2 separate regions of the Ovis aries genome follow, and region 2 is linked to region 1. A link is a contact called in public Hi-C data. All regions are on one chromosome and are shown on one strand. The core of a region is the stretch at or near the end of the contact, and the rest is flanking DNA. Distances in the headings are between cores, read along the strand shown. Region 1 has its middle 32 kb from the start of PTK2. Region 2 overlaps PTK2 (protein tyrosine kinase 2).

Region 1 (6,821 bases), core at 1,423-3,922:
CAGATGATGGGTTACAGTCCATGGGGCCAGAGAGAGTCTGACATGATGGAACCATTGAGCGTGCACATGCACAGATGGAATAGGGTGGACCCTACAAGGTGGATTTGTCCTTATAAGGGGGATTTGCACACAGGCACACACGGAGGAGAGAGAAGGTGGAGTAACGGCTCCAAGTCAGGAACACCAAAGGCCGCTGGCAGCGGGCAGGAGCCGGGAGAAGGCAAGGAAGGATCATCTCCCAGAGCCTTCAGAGAGAACACAGTCAACACTTGATTTCACACAGTCAGTCTCTGTTGCCCTAAGCCACCTGGTTTGTGGTATTCTGTGGGCAACCCGAGGTGAGCAGCTCCCTTACCCAGTCCCCTCCACAGCATCACCACCCGCCAATATGTCCCCCTTCAAGGATAGTTCCAAAACCCACCTCTTCCTCCAAGAAGCCTCCCCTGAGCAACTTCACGCCTCCTCCGTTGCTGTTTCTGCAAGTGACTGCCCCCCACAGCACTTTGTTTGCAGTGTCTTCCCCTAGAGTGAAATGCGCTCGGAGACCTATGTGAAGGGTTTCAGAAGAGGCTTCCTTTCTGGAAGAGGTCCCTGAACAGGGATTTGACGGATGAGTAAGAGTTTAGTAGTTGGAGAAGTGACAGCTGGGTGCCAGTCGCTGAGTACACTTACTTAGCCATGTAGCCATCCAGCCAGCATACTGAGTGGCTTCTGCGCTGACTTGTTCACCAGAGTGTGGCCCCAGAAGCAGGACAGCACCTCATCTATCTCTGGCCGCACTGACCCCCACTCTCCAGGAGCTCCTAGCAGCCCTGGGTCGGCCTGAGTTCATGCCCAGCCCAGGCATGCAACTCAAGGGGGTGCTCGGGGATGGGCACCTTTGGCAAGAGGAAGGGAGGGCAGATGGCTTCCCAGGTGGCACTAGTGGTAAAGAATCCGCCTGCCAATGCAGGAGATGTAACATATGTGGGTGGGTTCAACCCCTGGGTCAGGAAGATCCCTGGAGGAGGGCATGGCAACCCACTGCAGTATTCTTGGACAGAGGAGCCTGGTGGGCTACAGTCCCAGGGTCTGACTGAAAAGACTTAGCACACAGGGAGGGCAGAGGGACTCAGAGCCTCCTGGGGAAGCAACAACAGGAACCCTCGTATCAGCTGGGGCATCAGTCCTGATTCCAAACCCAGGCTCTGCCACTTTCCAACTGAGTGTGAGCTGGCGGCTCTAAGGCCTGGTTCTTACCTATGGAATGAGGATATCTGGCCAAGGTCCTCATTCATTGGTGAAAACCTTCTGCAGTAAGGAGCACCAGCCACCAGGGGACGCCGCTCCCTGCTGCATCAGGAGAGACTGGAGATGGGTGGGCTGTGGGGGTGGAAACTGCAACAGTTACGGTTGGCAGGTGGGGAGGGGATGGGAGGCTGAAAACTGGTTTGGAGTCAGGTGGTCACTGCGCTGCCCTAGGCCCATCCCCCTTGCCATGTGTGGACAGGTCCCAGTTGAGCTCTGGGGTGCCGCTGGCCTCAGGACCAGGCCCTGGGCATAGTGCTGGGGGAAGCCAGGGTCTGCCTCCGGGGGCATCCCGTCGGAGCCATCATCTCCCAGGGCCACAGGCTGCGGGCTCTGATGGTAACAACACCTGGTGCTCTGCAGAGCTGCCCACGTGCAAACACACGCCTAACTCACCGCAGCCGCCTGGCAGCCGGCGGGGGTAGTCCTCCTCACGTGTACCCATGAGGAACCGAGACACAGAGAGGTATGGGAGCTTGCCTGAGATCGCACAGTACAGGGGCAGAGCTGGGGTGAGCACACAGGTGGTGTCACACTCACCATCCTGCCTTACGCCCTGTAGGAGCGGCCCCGGCTGCGAGGACAGGTAGGTGCTGATGATGGGCAAGGAGGTGAGGAGGACAGGAAAGGTGTTCCGTCAGAAGGAACCGCATGAACGGAGGCCCAGAGGCATGAAAGGGTGGGCAGAGGCGCAGGGCGTTCAGAATTGCTGCCCCAGGGGGAGGCTCCAGAGGGGGCATGCAGAGGCTGCTAGTCATGGAGAACCACTGGCGGGCTGAACACAGCGGGGTGTAGAGGCCAGGGCTGGGCTTGGAACCTTCCCTATGGCCTCGGGCTGGAGAGGGACTGGAGGGGGCCAGAGGGGAGACAGAAGGACCAGTGAAAAGGCCAGTGCAGTCCAGGTGGGGGACAGAGAAGCCTCTGGACCCTCCAGCGGCCATCGGCAGTCTCCTTGGTCAGGCCTCTCTTGGTGACCAGCAACAGAGAGGTCGGCCAAGGGCAACTTAGTAAGAGGCCGCAGGGGTCCTCCAGGGGCAGCAGGCAGCCGGCCCTGGGAACGAGATCGGGGCTCAGAATGCGTGGGGACCCTCTCGGCTGCGGATCCCGCCCTCTCCTCCCCTGCGGGAGCTGTGGCTCCTCCAGGGAGCAGGCTGTCAGCTCCACCGGGCACCATCTCTCCTCAGTTAGTGCAGGAAGTCAGCTGGGTGGTTTGTGCAGGATCCAGAATCGATCTTCTTTTCAAGGTAAAAAAGAAAAAAAAAAATCTGCCAGAGCAGCAGGCAAGCGGAAGCCAAAGAATAAATAATGGTCCTTCGTCATCTGAGCCACAGATGGAGAGGAAAGGGAGGCAGTCTCCACGCGAGGCCTCCAACTCACCAGGGCGTGGCCCTGCCAAGGGCACCAGCTGCCGGGACAGGCAGACTCCTAGGTGCCAGGGTGAGGGAGGGGCTCCCTTTGCTGGGCCAAGCCGAGGCCTGCTCTGACCCAGCACCCCAATATCTCCAAACTGTCAGTGGTTAGGCCTGCACACAGGTCCCCACTCGGCAGTCAGGAGGCGGAGTATCTGTTTGCTAGGAGAGTGCAGCTCCAGGTGGGTGGGGAGCGGGACCCTGGTCTGGATTTCACAGGCCGCCCGCCCTGGCCACTGCCTTCCAGCACAGGAACCAAGGAGAGCGTCTCAGGACCCAGACAGTGCGCCTGGGGCTGAGCGGTGGGCCCTGGTGGGGGCTGCTGTCATTGTTAGCGCTGACGGGGAGGGGGGCCCGGGGCCAGGGGAGGGCGGCTGTGCAGGGGGCGCTGGGTGTAGGGAGGCTGTGGGAGGCCAGGTGAGAACCTGGGGTGCCCCGGGCCTCCCCAAATGAACTTGGCCTGGGAGGGGCCTGGCAGCCGGGAGCTGGACTCCTGTGACCCTACTGTGTGCAGTCCACGTCTGCCCAGCTTCACGGGGGCTCCACCTGACTCATTTCGCCTGGTTCCCAGACCTTCCTGGAAAGGGAGGAGGAAGGGAGGCAGTGGGGTGGGCCGGGAGCTGCCTGTTCTGAGTTCCACTGGGAAGACCGGAAACTGGGGCAGGAGGAGGGCGGGAGGGCCGGAGAGGCCCCGAAGAAGAAGGGGAGAGCTGGAGGGGCTGGGGAGGAGAGCAGGGGGAGGGGCTGGGGAGGAGATGGGGAGGGACTGGGGGAGGGACTGGGGGAGGGGCTGGGGAGGGGGAGGGGCTGGGGAAGGACTGGGGAGGAGATGGGGAGGGGCTGGGGTGGGGTTGGGTGGAGAGCAGGGGGAGGGGCTGGGGGAGGGACTGGGGAGGGGCTGGAGGAAGGGCTGGGGAGGGGAAGGGGGGCAGTGGAGGGGCTGGGGAGGGAAAGGGAGACGGGAAGGGGGAGGAGCATTGGAGGGGCTGGGAGAGGGGGAGGGGAGGGGAGGCCGGGCCTCTGAGAAGTTTCTGTACTTGCTGCCAGGAGGTCTGGCTGAATGATCCCAGGGAGTGGTCAGTGTGAGTGTGTGTGGTTGCGTGTGTAAGCCTTCCATGTGAAAATAAGTGTAACAGGGCATCTACATGTGCAAGTGAGTGTGTGAGTGTGTGTGCAGAGCTGGTGGGACCAGGAGGCCAGATTCCCTTGAGCCAGGCTCACAGAGGGGCTCCGGCCTTCCCCAGGGCGAGGGGCTGCACCCAGGGCTCTGCCTGCTCAGCCCCCGCATTGGGGGTCCCCAGCTTCTTCACAGGGCCCTCATCCCTCCTGGAGCAGGGCTGCTTCCGGACTGGAGTCACCCCCAGTCACCCTGCGGAGCCTCCAACCCCTCACAGTGTTACCCTTTCTCACTGAGGAGGCAACTGCGGCTCCAGGAGGGTAGCCTGGGGGGCCACACCCCTTCTCACCCACCCCCTGTCCAGGGGAAGCACCCACATTTCTGGGGCCCAGGGTCATGCTGGGCCTCAGGGTCACTCGCTGGGGCCTGGGAGGAGCCTCCAGGAACAGCAGGAGGGAGGCCCTGGCCATCGCGGGCAAAATGGGAAATGACACTGCCCTGTGTGCCTCTGTGTGTGTGTGTGTGTGCACACGCGCATGTGTATACATGTGTGTAGATGTGCACATGGGTGTGTGTACATGTACATATGTGTGCATGTATGTGTACATGTGTGGTTGTGTGTGTTCATGTGCGCGCATGTGTGTACGTGTGTGTACATGTGTGGTTGTGTGTGTGTACATGTGTGTGTGGTTGTGTATGAGTGTGTGTGGCAGGGTGGGGAGGTGGGGACAGGGACCCTCCTGGCTCAGTCCCACCTTCTGTCTGCCAGTTCTTTCCACGCAGACACACACTGACCCACTCCCACCTCAAGAAACAGGCTCCAGCGCACCTTCTGGGACCCCTGATCATTACCCCAAGGGCCCCTCCCCAGGACCCTGGCTTCACACTGGCCTGGGGCTCCCACCCATGCTGCCCAAATGAGGCTTGTAGTAGGTTGAAGAGTGTGCCCCCACAATTCATGATCACCCAGAACCGCAGCATGTGACTGTATTTGGAAATAGCCTTGGCAGATGTCAGTGGTTAAGGTGAGGTCAGAGCGGGTGGGGTGGGAGCTGGATCCAGGGACCAGCGTCCTTGTAAGAAGAGGAGGGACAGAGACCCGGGAGGAGGCCACGTGAGGACAGAGGCAGAGACTCAAGTGAGGTGGCCTCAGCCATGCGACATGGGGAGCCACCAGAGCAGGGAGGGGCAGGAAGGACCGTGCCCTGGAAGCTTCCAGAGAGAACTGGGTCCTGCTGGCACCTTGATTTCAGATTCCAACCTCCAAAGGATGAATTTCTGGCTTTTTAAGTCAGTCTCGGGCATTCGTTCAGCAGCCCTGGGACAGACACAGGGCTCACCCCTATCCCATCTCCTCAGCTCCAGTACTCTGGCCAGGGGGACAGATCTGGGCAGTGGGGCGCCCAGGAGACCCCCACTCAGACCTCCAACTGTGGGCCTAGCGGGACCCGCCTGCCCTCTCTGAACCCCAGCGCTCCATTCAAGCCACACCCTGTCTCCCCTGGGCTCCTGGGCCTCAGAGATGAGCCCAACGGGTGTGGAGACCTCTGCGTGGCCACATGGCTCAAGGTCTCCCCGATGACGATGCCCCCCCCCCCCGCCCTGAACATTGAGATTCAGGGAAGGGGAGGGCCACTCAGGGTGCTCTTCTGATTAACCCTGCTGGGATGTCTGCTTCCCAGAGGACCTGGGCTGGATACTGCATTGTTACCCCCATATTACAGACCCCAAAACTGAGGCTCAGACAGGGAGAGCGGCATGCCCAGCCCCCAGAGTTGCCCTCTCCCTCTCCCTGGGCTGGGAGGGCTGGAAGTGAGAGCAAGAGGTCTTTGCCCCCAGCCCAGCTCACCCCCATGCAAGCAGCTCCAAGGCTCCCACCCCCGCAGGCAGATCCCCCAGCTGCGCCTGGTTGCCATGGTGTCGGAGGAGGAGGAGCAGATTCCTGAAACGCATCCAGAACTTCACCCCAGCCCCTCCTTCCTCACTCCCTTCTCCAACATCAAAGCCTCCTTCTGTCAGCTGAGGCCTGGCTACTTCCTCCCCAAGCAGCCAGGGAGCACAGGAGGTCAAGGAAGTAGAGGGTCCCGGACGTGAGTCCCCCAACTCCAGCCCAGCCCCTTCCTGGAGCAAGAGCTCCAGACACCCACCCCCAACCTCCCCAATGGACTGGCCAGACTCCTCATCACTGCTCACAGGGAAGAGTCCTGGGCAGTTTGCAGGCCAGGCGGGCTGGTTCCAGCCTCTGTGCCTGCAGTTCCCTCCATCTGCAATGCCCTTCCTCGTCCTGGCTTCCTTGAGTCTCGAGGCTCCCGCTGCCTCCCACACCCGCCTTCATCACAGCCATTTCCTTGTTGCACATGGACCTGACGCTCCCATGGGACTGGGAGGTCTTAGGGATACAAACTTCCATGTCGGCTTTTTCCTGAACCTCCAGCCCATAGGCCAGGCAGATGCTCAGTGAAGACACAAGGTGGGAAAGGAGGGAGGGAGGCAGGAAAGAGGCAGGGGAGATGGGGAGGTGTACGTCCATCAGGCCACCCTCCCACGTTCACACGGACTCACGCAGGCAGGCTGCTTCTGCTCACCGTTGCCGCTCACACCTCCCAGCACAGATCTCACTCCTCTGTGGCCGACAACAGCTTCCTCCCTGGTCCCAGCTCACCGGGCTCTGTTCCCCGAGGGTCCAGCGTGGAATCAACAGGTGACAGACTATCACCATCGTTGGATGGCATCACCGACTCGATGGACCCGAGTCTGAGCAAGCACTGGGAGTTGGTGATGGACAGGGCTGCAGGCCATGGGGTCGCAAAGAGTCCGACACGACTGAGCCACTGAACTGAACTGAAACCGTCGCTGGGTTCAGGAGGCTTCTGTAAACGCACGCATTCATCCATACCTCGAGACTTGAAGCACCAGCAGGCCTGCTACTTCCAAGCCCATCATAGGTCACAGGCGGGCTCAAGGTGGGAAAAGGGAGTAAAAGATGGATATTTATCAAGGTCTGAGCG
Region 2 (7,624 bases), core at 1,434-3,933, 220 kb after region 1:
AATAGCTGCTTGGAAGCCATGCTATTTTGTGGACAGCCCAGTTAATCCATTCTGGTTGAGTTTGCAGCCTACTCCCATAGCAACTGTAACCAAAGTTCTTAAGGGTCAACTTGCAGGAACCACAGGCATTTTTTTTTTCTAAATACTAATAAACTCAACTGTATACAAAAGCAGTCAGGATTTTGTACATAATAAAATTTTTTAGGGTGACTTTACAGAAGCTGCTTTTTTAACTGTATGATACTTTTTGTCAGCTGATCAAGTGGTAATGAGCACCTTGTCCTTACTGGTCTTATCCATGCTGCAGGCATAACTTAGCACCTGAGTCCTTACATAGTTGACCCCCATGGCGTCATACCATTTTTAATTACACTTGGTCCCTTTAAACCCTGAGTGGCCAGGGGAGGGCTGTTGTGCCCCGTGTGCATAGTGGATGAAGCCCCACGGTCAGCGTGGGCCCCAGAGCTGGTGCCACCTGGCGTTTGCTCCCACATGTAGTAACAGCCACAGCCTTCCCAGCTGCCCCTTGAGGCTGTGGAAAACACCAGGGAGAGAAGAGAGTCTCTATGCACACGCAGCCCGCTTTCCGTGCCTGATCCCCTGTTCCCCAGACAGGAGAGCAGTGGGTGTCCAGAGATCTGAATCTGCCTCATAACGAGATCATGCTCAGGACTATGGAAAAGAAATACAGAAATTTCCCCCAAAGTAGTGAAAAGGAAATGAAAGTCCTGTTGCTGGAAGGAGACACCGTCATGGCTGGCATGGAGCTGCCTGGTGTGCGTCCTAACGTTGGTGTGGTCTCCTGTCTGTTAGGAAGTCGGCCTGGCCCTGAGGACACTGTTGGCCACGGTGGATGAGACCATTCCTGTCCTGCCCGCCAGCACCCACCGAGAGGTAGGGCCTCATCCAGGGGGCAGCGTGTGGGCCCTGGGGGCTGCGGTGACTGCTCTGCTGGGCGTGACCTTCTGGCCAGCGCCCCAGTCAGGGACTCTGAGGACCAGCCGTCCATCCTGGGGCCCGCGTGGGGTGAATGGCGCCCGTGCCCTGAAGAACAGGGCGTCCTGAGGGCAGGTGGGAGCATGGGTGTGGGACTGAGGGCCCCGTGGAGTCCTCGGGAGCATGGACGGAGCAGCGGGCTGGGCTGAGAGAGGCCTCCTGCTCGCTTCCTCGAGTTCCTCTGTGAGCAACCCCAAATTCCCACTGAAAGCAGTGCTATGAAAACCTGTGACCAGTAAGTAAGTTTAGCGTCTGCAGCCCACACCTGGCCCTGCTCACTTCCCTCGCCTCGCCACCCCCGTCTCCTGCGTCCACTTTGCTGCTTTCTCTCTGATGGCCCATGGTCTGTCCTGCAGCCCAGCAGGCCTTGCTTTTGTTTTCTTAGTTTTTTTTTTCTTTACTTTTTATTTTGAAGTGATTTCAGACTTATAGAAAGTTTCCAGAACAGCACCATGAGTTTTCAGGTCCCCCCGCCCCAGTCTGCCGCCTGCCCCATTGGGCCATGTTTGCAGTCTCTCTGTGTCTGCTCACCAGCATCTGCATCTCTGGTGCCCCCTGGGAGGGGCTGTGCTTGTCATGCCCCTGCCTGTGGTGTTTCCGCTCACCTTCCCTGATGGCGGGGCTGTTCTCTTACTCGGCACAGTCACCACTACTGGGGTTTCACACCGACTGACAGGGTCATGTTCCAGCTTCTCCCTCTGGTGGGCTACAGCCCAGGGCTCACGGGGCCCCTGACACCAGCGTGTCTCTGTGTTTCTCCTGGGCCAGCTGCTCAGGTGCTCGCTGTCTCCCACGATGGGACCAGGCCACGAGGCTCCGGGTCCCCCCTCCCCGCTGCATCCCCTCGGGAGGCCATGTCCTGGGCAGCCCGCCCAGCCAGTGTCAGGACACACGGAGCAGCTGGGCACAGCTCCTGCGCGGGTCTTCTGTATGTGACATCGATCCCCTTGCACGACACCACTTAACGTCATTTTGAAAAATGGTTCTGCCCAGTTGTCACCGTGTAGCTTTATGTTTCTCTCCAGTTAGGAGATTAGCGCCTTTGTCTGCTTTATTAGAACTTTAATTGGTTTTCTGCAATTAACAATTTTGCACCAGAATGAGGAAACTCCAGGTACCAGAAGTGAGGAAACAGTAGCCCGCCAGGCTCCTGTGTCCATGGAAATTCTCCAGGCAAGAACATTGGACTGGGTGGCCATTCCCTTCTCCCGGGGATCTTCCCCATCCAGGGGTTGAACCCGAGTCTCCTGCATTGCAAGCAGATTCTCTACCGACTGAGCGTGACCAGGTCTGACCGCAGCCGTAGCTGCCAGGCCTGCCACGGCCCCGCCTTGTCGCTGGCTCTCCTGCGCACGCTCCCTGCCTCCTGCTCTCCTGCTTCCTCCCGCCTTCCCACCCGTCTACCTGGCCAGGTCCCTCTGGACCCAGTGTTAGCGTTTCTCTACTTCTCCTGCCAGGGGGCCCGGAGGCCACCCCAAGTCCTGACTCCCTGGTGAGACCCCCAGATTTCAGAACCTCCCTCCCTCCGACCTTGCTTGCCACCCCCTGCAGCTCTTCTCTGCTGCCCTGAGTGTGACCACCCCAAGGTGCCCCCGAGTGTTCACAGACACCTTTTCTCCACCGCAGTTCTCTCAACACCTACAGCTCGCGATGTTTCAGGGCCGCCCCCCTGCTGTCAGTGGCCCTAGCCCTGAGCCCCGGGCGCCGGCTCTCGGCGGGAGTCTGCCCCTACCGCACGCTCTTCCTGCGGTTGTCAGTGGGACCAGTGTGCACCCACCACCCTGCCCAGCATGAACCACGCATGTACGCATACACGCACGCACACACGCACGCAGAGTCTGCTGTCACGTTTCAGGTTAGGCCTTGCTTCTCCATCATCGTGGCCTCGCCCCTCTTCCCTGAGGGACCACAGCCTCTCTCAGCTGCTTGCGCAGCCTCCAAGCTCTCCCCACCTCGGTTCAGTCCCTTCACACACTAGCGCCCCTTCTGGGTTATGGCATTCCCCTTCCTGAAACCCCTCGGGCCTCCCCCTACTGCGTTTCACAGGAGCACGGTGAGCGGGGGGCCCATGAGGCCCTTCACGGTGGAAGCCAGCGAGCGGGTGAGGTCCCAGCCAGCTGCTGGGACGCGCCCCCCGTGGCATCTCTGTTGCTCTTCAGAGCTGTGACCTGCTCTTCTCCGGGTCCGTCTCTGTGGGGTAGTTTCTCTGATCATCTCTGTGTCCACAGCTCCGGGGGCCTTGTACACAAAAGTGCTCGCTGACTGTGTAAAGAGCAGGTAGATAGATCACGGCGACCCCCACTTCGCCCACTGATCTGTTTGGAAGGGTCTGGAGTTGACATCCAAGTGGGGCGGGGCCTCCTGACACCCGTGAACCACCTTCCGTGTAGCAAAGGAAGGTCCTACGGCAGGTGCAGTAGAGGCATGCAGGCCTGGAGGTAGAGACCCAGTTCTGTCTTCTTTCCAGGGAAGAGAGCCTCTTTCTTAGGAGGCAGCTAAGAAGAGCGCCTAAGACCCCTGAGCAGTGACCACAGGCAGCTTTCCTGACCCTCTTGTCCTTGCAGATCGAGATGGCCCAGAAGCTGCTGAACTCTGACCTGGGGGAGCTCATCAACAAGATGAAACTGGCCCAGCAGTACGTCATGACCAGCCTGCAGCAGGAGTACAAGAAACAGATGCTGACGGCTGCTCACGCGCTGGCCGTGGACGCCAAGAACCTGCTCGACGTCATCGATCAGGCCAGACTGAAGGCCCTGGGGCAGCCGAGGCCGCACTGAGCGCGGCCCACCCCTGCCCCACCCGCCGCGAGGCCCAGTGCCAACGTTTTGACTGACGGCTGCTTGGAAATCTCACATAAGTTTAACTGCGTTTTGATTTGGGTTGTTTTTGTTTCGGCTCTTTAATCATGGTGTTCAGAAAAGTCCGGGATCCACAGTGTGGCGTTTTTGTGAGAAGCTCTTAAAGAATGATGAAGGACAGGCTGCGCTTGTGTCAGGATATGCTTTCGTGGAAATGGCCAAGGCGGTGACGTGCTGATTCCTGAACTGGCCAGACCTTGCTTTGGAAGAAGAGGAGGAAGCGGAGGGTTCCAGGAACCACGGGGCTGAGAAGCCCTTTGCCAACCGCAGACTTGCGATCCAGACTGGAATTTTTGTCGTCAGAACACTCTTCAGTTGCAATATGCTAATACCACTTTACAGAGGAAGAATATAAAAGCTATATTTTGAAGACTTGAGTCATTTCAGAAAAAAAAAAAAACTACAACCCTGTCCTCCTTCCTGCCTTTTACTTTCATGTGGGTGTGTGAAACATTTGGTTGGAAACTAGCTGTAGAACACACTAAAAACTTTTGTCTTTTTTCACCAGAATAACGTGCCAGTTTTTTGTAGCGATGTTATTTCTCTCGGAAGCAGAAATGCTTTGTACCAGAGCACCTCCAAACTGCATTGAGAAGAAGTTCTGGAACCATCCCTGTTTTCCATTTTTATATAATTTATAAAGAAAGATTAAAGCCATGTTGACTATTTTACAGCCACTGGAGTTAACTAACCCTTCATTGTGTCTGTCTTCCCAGGAGAGAATTGGGCGAAACAGAGATTTGGTTTTCCTTTGATGTCCAGTTTTACCATCCATTCTGTTAAATAATTTTGAAAAATACACCCTCCCTTTAGTTTGTTGGGGGATATAAATTATTCTCAGGAAGAATATAATGAACTGTACAGTTACTTTGACCTATTAAAAAGGTGTTGCCAGTAAAGTTCTTGGCGTAATATCCTTTCTTTTGGTTCTGTTCCTTTAGATCATTTGAAATTTCTCAGATGACTTGTCAGATCAAGTAATATACAGACAAGCTCCCCAAAATTATTCATTTTACTCTCTGTCCTCTTGACAAGTCAAGAACACCACTCAGAAGAACTGCCCAGCCTAAGTCAAGCTTTCCCTCCATCTTCACGGTGAAATGGGAAATCAAGCTCTGCAGGCGTGCCGTGCTTGCTACCTGGTTAGCAGAGTCGGGAATCTTGCTCTCTTGAGACCATCAGCATGAGGCCCCAGGCCCAGCCTCATCTCCTGGAGCCTTTGGGCCGCCAGACTGGGGTTTGTACCACCGGGGACCCTGAGGGGGGAGGCAGAGCCCAGCTCCCAGTGCAGGGACCCGAAGGCCGGGGCGCGGCCCCTCCCTCTGGGCCTCCGCACCTGGAAGGAAGGTCGGGGATGTGGCCCTCCCAAGTCTTTGTTGGGATCTTGAGTCCCCGCGTCCTCATCTTTAAGCTGGTGATTGTAAGGTTGAATACAACACGCTGGGGTGGTCAGTGAGCTGCCCTGCCTGCATCTCGGGTTCAGCTGCGGGGCTGTGAGCCCGGCTGCAGTGCTTGTCCTCCACCGCCTGGCCTGACTCTCCGTCCCTCCAGCACCACACGCTGCAGGTGAGTCTGGAGAGGTCCTGTCGGTCAGGAGATCCATCTTGTTTGTGAGAGTGGGTGGAGACAGACAGTGGATGTGTTGGGCAGCGGCTCGGGGCCCTGAGGTCGGAAGGCCTGTCCTGGGACTCAGCCTCACTGTGCTGCAGGCAATCGCTGCCTGACCAGGCAGTTTGACGCTGGTCCACACTGGGCAGGAGAAGCAGTGAAAGAAGTGAACACACACCTGCTCACAACGTCACCCTCCGTCTGTCTCCAAATGCGTGTGTTTTAACGCTATTTTAATTGAGTAATTTAGACGGAGAAAAGGGCACAAATACATTGAGGTTATTGAATTCTTCACAAAGGAGCACGCTGGTGTCACTGACACCCAGACTCGGGAGCAGGACAGCACCCCAAAGTCCCAGCCCCCCGCCCCCCAGCCACTGCCTCTAGAGAGCGGTTACAGCCCCGTTTTCCTTCTCGACTCTACTGAGACATAACCGCGCACTGTCAGCCCGCTGAGGGAATGACTGGAGCACTGTCTTCAGACGAGCACATCCAGCCCCCCCGTGCAGCCGGTCCCCACACCCCTGAGGCAGCGGCTGGCTGGGTCTCCCGAACCGGAGAGCTGGTCTTGCCCTGCATGTCTTGCCCTTAGGTCCCTGGCTTCTTTCCTCAGAACTGTGATTTAGGATACTCCTGTCGCTGTTCATCAGGGTTCGTTCTATTTCTGATGATGCTTCGTGGTCTGACAGCCTCACAGCTAGTTCACCTATTGGTGGAAGAGACATCTGAGTTGTTTTCAGTTCCCAGTTCTTTTTTTGGCTGCACCACGTGGCATGTGAGGTCCGAGTTCCCTGACCGGGATGGAACCCGTGCCCTTTGCATCGGGAGCATGGAGTCCTAACCTCTGAACCACCAGGGAACTCCCAGTCTCTGGTTACTATGAATGAAGCCGCCGTGGATGTTTACATACAAACATACGTGTGTTATCATACATACATACGTGTGTTTTCACTTCTCATGGGCAGACAGCTATGAGTGAAATTTCTGGAACTTATGCTAAGTGTGAACTTTATTAAGAACTGCCAGTCTGTTTACCGTGTAGAAACCGTTTTCCACCCCAGCCAGAAACATGCACGGCTTCCTGCTGCTCCGCCTTCTCACCAGGATTTGGTATTATCAGTCTCTTACGCTTTCAGACTTTCTAGTGAATGTGTTCACTCATTTTAATTTGTGTTCATGTGCGATAATGTCGAACAGTCGCTTCCTGTACTTAGTGGGCATTTATATATCTTTTTTGGGAAGTCTCTGCTCAGATATTTCGCCCTATTTAAAATCAGGCCGTTTGTCATTCTGCCCCTGGGCAGTAGGAATTCACGGGTGTCCTGGATACACATCTCTGTTAGATTCTTGTTTTCCACACATTTTCTCCCAGTCTGGGACATGGCTGTGTACTTTCTTAACTGTACCCCAGTGTCATCGTACCCAAAAATTCAGTGAAAGAATTACTGTCATTGGAACTTCATGGACTTTATAGGTCAGTTTGAGGAGAATTTTGTCTTCAAAAATGTGAACTTAATATATCTCTGTTTCTTTAAATTTTTGATTTCAGTAATGCGTTGCTGTTTTCAGTGTGAATAGAGGTCTTAAATATCTTTTGTTAGTGTATTCCTGTTCTATGTTTCTGATGCTCTTGTTTTGAAATTTTCTTATTCTTCCTTAACATGGGTATGCACACAGTGTTTTCTGTTCTACCTTTTTTAATTGAAGTATGGTTGATTTACATTGTTTCAGGTGTACAACCGAGTGATTCCGTAGATACACACACATTGTTATTTTTTAGACACTAAGTTGTGTCTCTTTTTTGACCCCATGAACTGTAGCCTGTCAGACTTCTCTGTCCATGGGATTTTCCAGGCAAGAATACTGCAGAAGGTTGCCACTTCCTCCTCCAGGGGATCTTTCTGACCCAGGGATCAAACCCACATCTCCTGCATTGGCCGGGCAGATTCTTTTATCACTATATATGTGTTCTTTTTCAGATTCTTTTTCATCACAGTTTACTATAAGATACTGAGTATAACTAACAGATAACAGTGGGTCCTTGTTGTCTACTCCAGCACTTTTGCCTGGAAAATCCCATGGACAGAGGAGCCTGGTAGGCTGCAGTCCATGGGGTCGCTAAGAGTCGGACATGACTGAGCAACTTCACGTTCACTCTTCAC

The links. Hi-C and Micro-C count contacts between places; a contact is called where the count stands out from the background.
Region 2: a Hi-C map of omental adipose tissue shows a contact between it and region 1, with 3 times the contacts expected there. The contact joins two enhancer-like sites. A contact is called at or near these places in 4 of 16 Hi-C or Micro-C datasets (blood, muscle, omental adipose tissue and 1 more).

Annotation. Positions count from the first base shown.
Region 1 is chr9:15,741,894-15,748,714 of ARS-UI_Ramb_v3.0, forward strand. No RefSeq gene overlaps it. Among named protein-coding and RNA genes, the nearest start is that of PTK2, 32 kb to the right of the region's middle. Within about 2 kb of position 2,673, at least 15 of the 54 cell types and tissues checked have an H3K27ac peak or open chromatin away from gene starts, as enhancers often do.
Region 2 is chr9:15,962,273-15,969,896 of ARS-UI_Ramb_v3.0, forward strand. PTK2 (protein tyrosine kinase 2) reads left to right here. Exons shown (of 35, transcript XM_060419975.1): 34 at 814-894; 35 at 3,561-4,753. The coding sequence ends at 3,773. Among named protein-coding and RNA genes, the nearest start is that of AGO2, 19 kb to the right of the region's middle. Within about 2 kb of position 2,684, at least 2 of the 54 cell types and tissues checked have an H3K27ac peak or open chromatin away from gene starts, as enhancers often do.